Regions from separate parts of the Pan troglodytes genome. Here region 2 is linked to region 1. A link is a contact called in public HiChIP or PLAC-seq data. All regions are on one chromosome and are shown on one strand. The core of a region is the stretch at or near the end of the contact, and the rest is flanking DNA. Distances in the headings are between cores, read along the strand shown.

Evidence for each region. HiChIP or PLAC-seq counts read pairs in DNA pulled down with a chosen protein or histone mark.
Region 2: an H3K4me3 HiChIP or PLAC-seq map of stem cell-derived excitatory neurons shows a contact between it and region 1, with 6 times the contacts expected there. The contact joins the promoter of IFNGR1 here to the promoter of PEX7 in region 1.

What each region holds. Positions count from the first base shown.
Region 1 is chr5:148,668,802-148,673,941 of NHGRI_mPanTro3-v2.0_pri, forward strand. It overlaps PEX7 (peroxisomal biogenesis factor 7), which reads left to right and starts at 2,423. Exons shown (of 10, transcript XM_518763.9): 1 at 2,423-2,632; 2 at 5,056-5,113. The coding sequence starts at 2,503. It overlaps MAP3K5 (mitogen-activated protein kinase kinase kinase 5), which reads right to left and starts at 2,612. Exons shown (of 30, transcript XM_054686344.2): 1 at 1,921-2,612. The coding sequence starts at 1,927.
Region 2 is chr5:149,065,850-149,070,989 of NHGRI_mPanTro3-v2.0_pri, forward strand. IFNGR1 (interferon gamma receptor 1) reads right to left here and starts at 2,797. Exons shown (of 7, transcript XM_001171570.7): 1 at 2,625-2,797. The coding sequence starts at 2,709. It overlaps LOC134810376 (a long non-coding RNA gene), which reads left to right and starts at 2,811. Exons shown (of 3, transcript XR_010158206.1): 1 at 2,811-2,900.

The DNA.
Region 1 (5,140 bases), core at 1,173-3,672:
AGTAGAGACAGGGTTTCACCATGTTGGCCAGGCTGGTCTCAAACTCTTGACCTCAAGTGTTCTGCCTGCCTTGGCCTCCCAAATTGTTGGGATTATAGGCATAAGCCACCATGCCTGCCCTTCCAGGCAATTCTTAACTCCAATTCTTTCCATACTCCTATCAAACTTGGACTCCACTTGGTAAAGCATGGGTGGAGGAAGGGGTGTGGAGCAAGGGCAGGGGACAAGGAGAATCTAAGGAGCATTTCATGTTCCTTTTCCTTAATTTTCCAGTTCAGCTCAAGTTGTCAAACATTTGTGCAGTGTTTAGTATATATTGGACATTCTTCAAGGTACTGGAGACACAAACAAATTAGACTTGGACATTACTTCGAGATGCTCAAAATCTAGTGTAAGAGTATGGTTTATTTTTTATATGTTTAGTTGTTTATATTTTAGAAAGCTTCACAGGTGGGATGAAATATTTTACAATGCTATAATCATGTATGGTTAGGTAAGGAGCAGGTAATAGCTCAGTTTGTGTGTGTGTGTATGTCCAAGGTCACTGTAAATAGTTTACCCCAGCTGGAACCAGCCTTTGTCCCTCCCAGAGATACCACACTATTTTTAGCTTAGATTGGATAACTCTTTATATACAACTCTTTGCCAAGGTCCCAGCTGCTTCATGTTTGCTTACTTTGATATTTTATTAACACCTGTTTAGCATTTCAATAAACTCCAGAATGTTTCCAGGTTACTTTTTGTAGTATTACGAAAAACACACTGATCATTTAGGCATTGTATTAGGCTGCATTCACTCAACATTTCCTGAGTGCTTAAATACCAGGTCCTTGGGATACAACAGCGAACATAACAAGCAAAAATTTCTGCCCTCATGCAGCATACATTCCAGTGACTACATATGATAAAAATCCAAAATAATAGAGGCCACACTGGTCTGGATCCTCAAGTGATCCGCCTGCCTCGGCCTCCTAGTGTGCTGGGATTACAGGTGTGAACCACCGCGCCCGGCCTGAAAAAGTCTTTTAACTGGCCTCCCCATCTCCAAACTCTATCCTCCATATTAGTGTTGCAGGACTTTTTAAAATAAAACCTTGGTCATTTAATTTCTCACATTAGAAAACTTCCACTGTTTTTCATTGTTTACAGTAGAAATCCAATTCTCTTAGTATGGTATATAAGACTCTTCATGATCTAGCCCCAGTAAAACACTCCACAGTCTCCCCACCCAATATTTTTTTCACCGTATCCCTTCCATCTGGCCAGGCTGAGTCCTGGCAGCCACGACCCCCTATGGATCATGCTGGTTTAAATCTCCTGGGTTGCTCATGTTATTCCTGCTCCTACAAAGATCTCCATCTTCTTGTCTACCTAAAGAAAACCTACTCATCTGTGTGCAATCACCATAAAGACTTCTCTCTCTTCTGCAGCCTTTCCTGAAATTTCCATACCTCTGGCACGGACAATCACCTTTTAAAAATACCCCATATATATTTATCATAGCCTCTACAGTATTTTGATTACACTTAACTAATTACATGACTTCTCTTTTAGTCTTCTTCTCTCATCTCTTGAGGCCATGGACCATATCCCATTATTTTGAATCCCAAATGCCTAGTACTATTCTTGGTATATGGTTAAGATGATCATACGACTTGGTTTGTGCCTGTTGACCTGGCTTAATAATTACACCCTCTTTACTCTCAAAAGTATCTTGGTTTGGCAGGTAAATTATATTTGGTCATTCTCCACATAGTATATGCCTGGCAATAAATGAATGAATGAGCACCAGCATCTGAGCACTTATTACCATACAATATATACATGTATAGTAATACTTTTTTAAAAAGTTGTTTATGATGATGTGCTGCTTTTTTGCTTAGCTTCATTAGAACTGGCCAGCTCCTTTTTCTCACTTACCAAGCATGGGGAGTTGGTTTGGAGTTGGTGTTTCATCTTTTCCAGTTACAGTGTGAAAGTAGCCCACCAGCCCACGCTCTTATTCCTAAAGACCGCAGTGACTCCACGGACTTAAGTTATCATTGCTTCCAGTTTCCTTGGGCAACGCAGCACGCAATTTTGGACGCGCTGCGTGGTTTCAGAGTCGGCTGTAACTTTTCTCACTTTATAATCATCAGGAAAAGTTCCTGATGCCAGTCTTCCAAACGCTCAATGAAATAAAAACCAGATAGCACCGCAGAGGAGGTTGAGATGCAACGACAAAAGCTGTCGTAATTATTAATAATACCTAACCCTGGATCACTCCCCTGATAGATCTGTATCTTTGCAGCAGGCGCAATTCAGTTTGGTTTCACCCAAAACAAAAATGGTCTCCGTCGGAGTCAATGCCCTTTCCTGTGCGGACCAATCAGAATCTCAAACACAGGGCACGGGGCCCACACTTCCGTCCGGTCTTCCTGGTCTCTCTAACCGCGGCAGTGTGCCTCCGACTCGGAACGGCTTCCGCGGCCGGGGCAGCGAGGGCCGGGGGCGGCGGGCGGGATGAGTGCGGTGTGCGGTGGAGCGGCGCGGACGCTGCGGACGCGGGGACGCCACGGCTACGCCGCCGAGTTCTCCCCGTACCTGCCGGGCCGCCTGGCCTGCGCCACCGCGCAGCACTACGGCATCGCGGGTGAGCGGCGCAGCGCAGCTGGGGCCGGGGGGCGGAGGCGGAGGCGGAGGCGGGGGCCAGCCGGGCTCCAGTTCCTCGCGCTCGAGGGAAAGCCCCTCTGAGCGTAGACGGTTCCGCGGGTCCACGCCAGGGGGCAGAAGAGGCGCTGGTCGGCGCCTCTCCCTTCTTTGCCGAGCGCGAGGAGTTGGTCTGAAGCAGGAGTCGATCTTCCAGTTGTGTGCAAGTGCATATACGTGTAGCATAGTAGCCCATGTCCTTGTTCCTTGAGACCGCGCTGCCTCCGCCACGTGTCACACGCCCAGGCACACGTCCCCGTAGGGAGAGCCGGGGGAGCCTGCGCGGTCCCTTGGATCGGTCCGCTCGGCACAGCAGTACGGGGAAGACGGTCTGAGCCAGAACCGACCCAGGGCTCGCGAGTTGGTCCACAATTCCCAGTCTGCATTCGAGCACTGAGCCGCGACCTGCGGGCTGGCCTTCCTAAGGACGATGCTCCTGAATGGACGCCTGGAGTCCCACGGGTGACACCATGAAATATATCAAGTTCAGTTCTTACCTGTAGTTGTCTAACGAGGAATGCACACATTCGCAAGTAGGTGTTACAGACTCCAGTTAATTGTCTCCCGTCGCGCGCATTGGCTCAGCGTGTGGTTAAAGCTGCTCAGGAGGCTGAGGCGGGAGGATCGCTTGAGCCCGGCATGTTGAGGCTACAATGAGCTGAGATCACATCACTCTGCCCCAGCCCAGTGAGCTGAGATCACATCACTCCACTCCAGCCTGGGTGACAGACTGAGACCCCGTCTTAAAAAGAAAAAAGGCCAAGCGCGGTGCGGTGGGTCACGTCTGTAATCCCAGCACTTTGGGAGGCCGAGGTGGGCGGATCACTTGAGTTCGGGAGTTCCAGACCAGCCTGACCAACATGGAGAAACCCCGTCTCTACTGAAAATACAAAATTAGCCGGGCGTGGTGGCGCATGCCTGTAATCCCAGCTACTCGGGAGGCTGAGGTAAGAGAATAGTTTGAACCCAGGAGGCGGAGGTTGCGGTGAGCCGAGATCGTGCCATTGCACTCCAGCCTGGGCAACAAGAGCAAAACTCCTTCTCAAAAAAGAGTCCATCTAGTCCGTGGACTAGATGAAAAGGCGTGGGTTCATTCTCGCTTTTGCCTTAATTCATGTCCTAGGTATTATACGCACTGAAGCGAGATGCAAAAACTTATTTCATAATGTCAGTGATCTATTGTATTTTTTTGTTTTGTCCTACAGCAGAAAAAAATGTTACTTCTAAAACTCAGAGAAATACTTGATTTATTTTCATTATTAGCTCTTAGTGCTTGCACATTCAGATTTACATGGCCCACCAGTTAGATTGAAGACTCATGAGTCTATAATGGTAGTAGTTTCCTTTTTTTCTTTTTTCTTTTTCTCTTTAGAGACAGGGTCTCACCCTGTTGCCTAGGTTGAGTAGAGTGGTGCAATCACGGCTCACCGTAGCCTCAACCTCCTGGGCTCATATGATCCTCCTGTCTCAACCTCACCAGTAGCTGGGACCACAGGCATGTACCATCACACCTGGCTAATTTTTGATTTTTTATTTTTGTAGAGACAGGGTATCACTATGTTGCCCAGGCTGGTCCGGAGCTGGGTGCAAGCGATCTTCCTGCCTTGGCCTCCCAAAGTGCTGGGATTACAGACGTGAGCCACTGTGACTCGCCTGTAATGCTACTTAAAATCTTATGCAAAAACTCTTTAAAGGGAATTGGTATTTAAAAAAAAAAATTCAGTCATGTTTAAATAGAAGAGATTTTCCCCCTTGGTCTCTATAAAAAGTAAACATAACTTTTAAAATACAATGGCCCTTTGGTAAAATAATTAATCTTTGACAGGTAACATATTAATACTGTTTTCAGCACTTTATTACCACCAGTTATGTGGTAAATCCCACTAGGTATCTCCGCATTCATATTTTGCTTTAAAATCCTGTGTGAGATGTATTTTAGATTTACTGGTGAGGAGTGCAGTCCCTGGGGTCTGTAAGCCAGAGGTTTCTCATCTGTCAGTAGGAATGATAACACCAACTTGGAAGGTTTGTGTCTCTGGTGCCTTGTCTGGCTACAGAGTAGGCCCTTAAGTATTTCACCCCCCTGTTAGGTCCATGTCTGAATTCCAATCATAGGTGCAATGGGAAGTTGAATATTTAGTAACTGAAGTACAATATGGAAAAACGGAAATAGAGAACACATTTGGTATTCATGTCCCAAAAACTTAGGGAGAAATTGATCACCTGACCATTTGGTATTCAAGGTCCCAAAAACTTTGGGGAAAAATTTGTGGTATTAAAATCAGGTACCAATTACTTGATAACTCCTTGACTTTTGATGTTACCCTGGCAGGTTCAAAGGGATGACCTTGATTTTTTTCTCTTTAGGCTGTGGAACCCTACTAATATTGGATCCAGATGAAGCTGGGCTAAGGCTTTTTAGAAGGTAAGGGGGCTGAAATTATTAAAGGTA
Region 2 (5,140 bases), core at 1,547-4,046, 400 kb after region 1:
GAATAAGGCTGGGAAGCTAAGCAAGAGCCAGAGCATTGTTGGTTTCTTCCTACTTTGGAGATTTTGTGTTTTAAATTAACTTTAAAAGAACAGGGAACACAACAAAATCTAGAGAAATGCACTGAAAAATCTAGAGAAATGTGTTAGAAATGCACTTTAAAAAGAGGGCTCACTGAAACTAATGAAAAGCAAGGCCGGGGTGCTTGTCTCTTCTAGGGGAGTCAGGAAAGGCTTCACAAAAGTGACCCCGGTTTTAGAACGAGAGGTACAGAGACAAATTCTAAAGTTTCTGCAGAATACAGAAGGCTGCAGTTGATCTTCCCACGGGAGGCAGACAGGCAATCCTCCTCCCAGAGCAAGCTACAAGGACGTGCAAATTGTGCACCCACAGGGGTCACACGGTGCACTCATAGGGCCCCGTATTCAGAAGGAAGGGCCTGGCACTTGCTTTAACGCTATGCCTGCGCTAGCGTTATCCTCTTTCTCTGCTGACATCCAGTCAGAGGCCTACTAACTCTTCCTTCTAAATGTTCTGCTAACTGTCCTCTTCTCCACTTAAACTACTTATCGACTCCAACTTAAGCAGCAGCCTCCTAATGGGCCTTGTGTTTACCCTCAAACTATTTTATAAGATGACTGGTCTTTCTAAATGGCATGTCTGATCCTGCATAAAATCATTTCCCTTTGTAATTGATAATCCAATGATGTCAGCATTAGTAAATAATGACTGACTTCAGCAAGGCATAGTGGGTGTATTATTTTGTTGGCTCAACACCTGTACTTCAGGCACGCCATTCCGCTTCTTCTGGTAACCCAACCCAACCCTCTACGAGAATGTCCTTCCCATGCAAGCTGGCACCTGAACCTAGCTGGGCAAATCACAGCCTTTCCCTGGCATTTTGTTAGAATGGAGGAGGCTGCAAGATGTCAAAACTCAGAAGCTATCAGCATCCATGATTCCTGCCAAGTGTGGAAAGCTGTCAATACCCAGACAGTTAGAAATAAGAAATGGAGAGTCCTAGCAGTTTGGGTTCCTGGTTCTAGCTTCTTGAGACCCAGCTGGCATCTATAATTTTCTGTTTAACTCTGGTTTTTCTGAGACAATAAATTCCTCTTTTTGCTTAAGTTAATAAAGCTAGGTTTCTTGCTGGTACACATAATATGGCAATTCATTATTTGGTTCCTACTTCTCCACCTAACCTATCTCCCCTTGTAAGCTCTCACACACACTTTACAATAGAACGCTTAATATTCCACGAATTCAACATGCTATCACACCTCTGCACCTCAGTCTCTGCACCTCTGGTTCCAACACTGGGGTCACCTTTGTGAAGTCTTCACTGACTTCCCTAAAAGAGACAAGCACCCCGCCTTGCTTTCCACTAGTCTGTGCCTAAGTGCAAGCTCTTACCGCAAAGTACTGCAGCTGCCCATGTGGATGACTGACTACAGCCTGGCAAAGCAGTTAAGAACTTGGACTCTGGAGCCAAATTGAGCAGCTCCCCACTGAGTGGCTATGACCTCTCTGCCAGTTGGGCAGGCCTCTCCGTAACTCAATTTCTCGTCCATAAAGACAGAGACAAATAACGCCTGCTCTAGAAGATTGTTGTGAACACAGAACCAAAACGTGGACCTTTCAAAGTCCGTATGAATCATAAATCATAATAAAAAAAAGAAAACTGAATTGAAAAGGTTTACTCTTTTCTCTGGAGCTCGTAATCACAATTACTCTGCACTTCAGAAAAGCCACCCTCAACATTTGTTTTCTAGGAAATGTCAATAAGCAGGTGGAAATAAAATGCTCCGAAGAACAAACCCGCACGAAGAGACCTACTGCCAAATCTGCTAGTGAGTGCCGGCAATCCACCACTTCCAGACTGAGACCTAAGACGGACTGCCACTTACTTCTCAGCTGCCACTTACTTCTCAGCTGGCGACATAATGCATACTTTCCTACCCTAAGCACTTTGAGTCCCCCCCCACCCCCGCTAAGAAAGAAGTATTTAAGCCACGAACTGAGACCACGATGCCACATGCTGATCAGGACACTCACAGTCATGCGTCACTTAACGATGGAGATCCGTTCTGAGAAATGGAGAAATGTCCCCTTAGGCAATTTCTTCGGGCAGTAGAAACCCAGACAAACCCAGATGACACAGCCTACTGCTCTTAGGTCATGAATCTGTACAGCCTGTCACTGCACTGAACACTACAGGCAACCGTAGCATACTAGTGAGTATCTGCGTATCTAACCATAAAAAAAGGTACAGTAAGAAGACGATATTATAATCTTTGAGACCACGCTGTCCCACATTGACCGGCAACGTCCTTCTGCAGCGCATAATCGTATTTAAAAGTGGATTACAAGAGTCGGAAAAACAAGCGGCGTGATTTGTTGTGGCGGCAACCAGGGAAGAGGCAGGAGAAAGGCAACCGACGAGTGCAAACCACGGAGCCCCAGTCTCGCGACCCCACCTCGCGTCCCCGTCGCCCGCTCAGGGCCCGACAAAGGGGTCCCGGGCTAGGGCGACCGCGGAGAAGCGGGGCGGGGCTTCCCGGCTGGGGCGGACCCCTCCCTCCCTCTCGTCCCGACCCGGCCGCAGCCCTGCCGCGAGCGACGGTACCTGAGGACGGCCCCAGATCCGCGGTGCCCATCTCAGCCCTGCTCACACCCTGCATGACAAGGGGTAGGAGAAAGAGGAGAGCCATGCTGCTGCCGACGGTCGCTGGGTCCAACCCCGAGCGCCTGTGGGCCCAGCCCAGCGCGGCCCTCCAGCCTCGGCCTTACGTCACTTCCGTCACCGGGGTCTGTGCCGGCGTCGGCAGGAGGCGGGACCAGGGCGTGGGCGGGGTCAAGTCCGGGAAGCCGCAGGAGGCGGACTCAGGCGCAGCACCCAGCGGTGAGCACGGCGTCGTGCGGTCGGGACCTGGACTTCTGGGTGTGGGAGGAATTTGAGTGCAAAGGTTAAGGTCTTTCAACCTGGCACCCCATTCCGCAATTCTTCTTCCAGTTTTTTCGGTTTCCTGGGGTTGTGCAAGTTTGCATTAGGCCACAGCCGAGCCACAATCCTTATTTTACTAACTCTTGGACTTCACCTGGGTGTCTTGGAGCCTGACATTTTTAGAAGAGAATGAGACTTCAAAAGCCATTTCCAGTCCCTGCTTTTTCATTTGAGGAACCTGAGACTTAGCTAGTGAAATGGTTTGTGCAGATTCCCACAGCCCAAATCAAATCGGCTTGACCAAGAACTACTTTGTTCTTGGAGAAAAAAACTATTTGCATTACCTTCTCAGCAATTGAGTGTCAAATCAGTTTATTAGGCAGCCTCTCATGAAGAGGTCTGCTCTCTTACCTCTCTGGGTTTGTCTGTTATTTTGCATCTCTCCTATTCCACTGCAGCCACGTTGCTAAGTCCTTCAGCGCTTGTGCTCAAACATGCGAATGTCTAATGATCTCACCTGTTTCAATTCTCTGAGTATCATGACCTTTTGTAAAAATTTTAAATTGCAACACACCTTCTCCTCCTCCTTACCCCGCTCTACTGTTTTTTCATGGCACTTTTCACCCTGCTGTACACTATAATATACACCTTGATATTTGTTTTCTTCTCCTTCTAAAATGTAAGCTCCGTAGAGCTGACATCTTTACTTGGCACTCAATTAGTATTTGTTGAGTGAAAGACTGCATGATTACTAGTGTTAAGGAAAATTTTTAAAGAGGGAAAATCCTTATAAAGACACTATATAAACTAGAGGTATTATCAGCCAGATCATTTTACTTGTATTAATAAATCCCTTAGCTCAGTACTTCTCAAACTTCAACATACATGTGAACCATCTGGGGATCTTGATAAAATGCAGATTTGGATTCAGTAGTTCTAATTCAGGTTGGGTCTTGAGATTTTGTATTTCGGACAAAATGCACAGGGGATGCTGGTGCCCCTTTCAACAGGACCACACTTTGAATCAGAAGAATTTAGCTCAATCTAGACTAAGTTTAGGGAGAATATTTCCTTTGATGTGTTTCTGATGTCCACTATATGAAAGACACCTTCTATTCGTTGTAAGGATGCAAGGATAAATAACTGATCTTTACCGTTTAGGCGTCTATGGAGTAGGACAAAATATGATATCCAGTTTGTAAACATTTTTGTGGTACTCGTCACAGGCTGGGTTACCCTGGCAGTAAACGCTGAGGTCGAGATTAAGGTATAAGGCATTGATTAGGGAGTGCTCTTGGAATAAACGTCTGTGAAGGGGAGGTGGAGGAAGCAGAGCGGAGGAAGAAGTTGATCTGTGATGCCATCCCAGTAAAGGCTCCCAAGGGGCGCTCTGGAGTTGGGATGGCCTTGTAAAGGTGTCTTGAGTTGGTATGAGGGGCTGGGCCTTAAAACCCAACACTGATTAGTCATTGAATACCAACTATCATGATTTTGGAGCTGTCCATTTCTTTCATGGAGGCATTCCCCAGAGGAACTCTGACGGTTGAGGGTGTCTACTGGCAGCACTCCTAACATCAGGAAGGGGACAGAACCCAGTCTTCTGTTCCTGAGAGGGATCTGGGCAAGTTTCACAATCACAGCACCCACCACCCTACGTATCCTTCTGAAGACTTTGCTAGTTAGTCATTTGGAGACTAAATATATTTATTAATTGGGTGAATATTATCAAGTGATACTGTCTGTGACTGACATGACCAGGCACAGAGATAAAGACCTGAGCAAGACAGACATGGCCCCTGCCCTCACGGAGCTTACCGTCTACTGAGGGAGATAGCTGTTAAACAGGGAATTACACAAGTACTGAAATCGTGATCATCATTCCCAAGGAGAGCAATGGGAAGAGATTAAAGGAGTATAAACAGGAATTTAACTTAGTCTACATTTTAAGGAAAGTCTTTCTTTTCTTTTTTCTTTTGAGACAGGGTCTCACTCTGTCGTCTAGGCTGCAGTGCAGAGGCATGATCATAGCTTACTGCAGCTTCAAACTCCTGGGCCCAAATGATCCTCTTGCCCCAGCCTCGCAAATAGCTGGGACTACAGGTGTACACCACCATGCCTGGCTAATTTTTTTTTTTTTTTTTTTTTTTGAGACAGGGTCTGGCTGTATCACCTAGGCTGAGGTACAGTGGCACAATCTC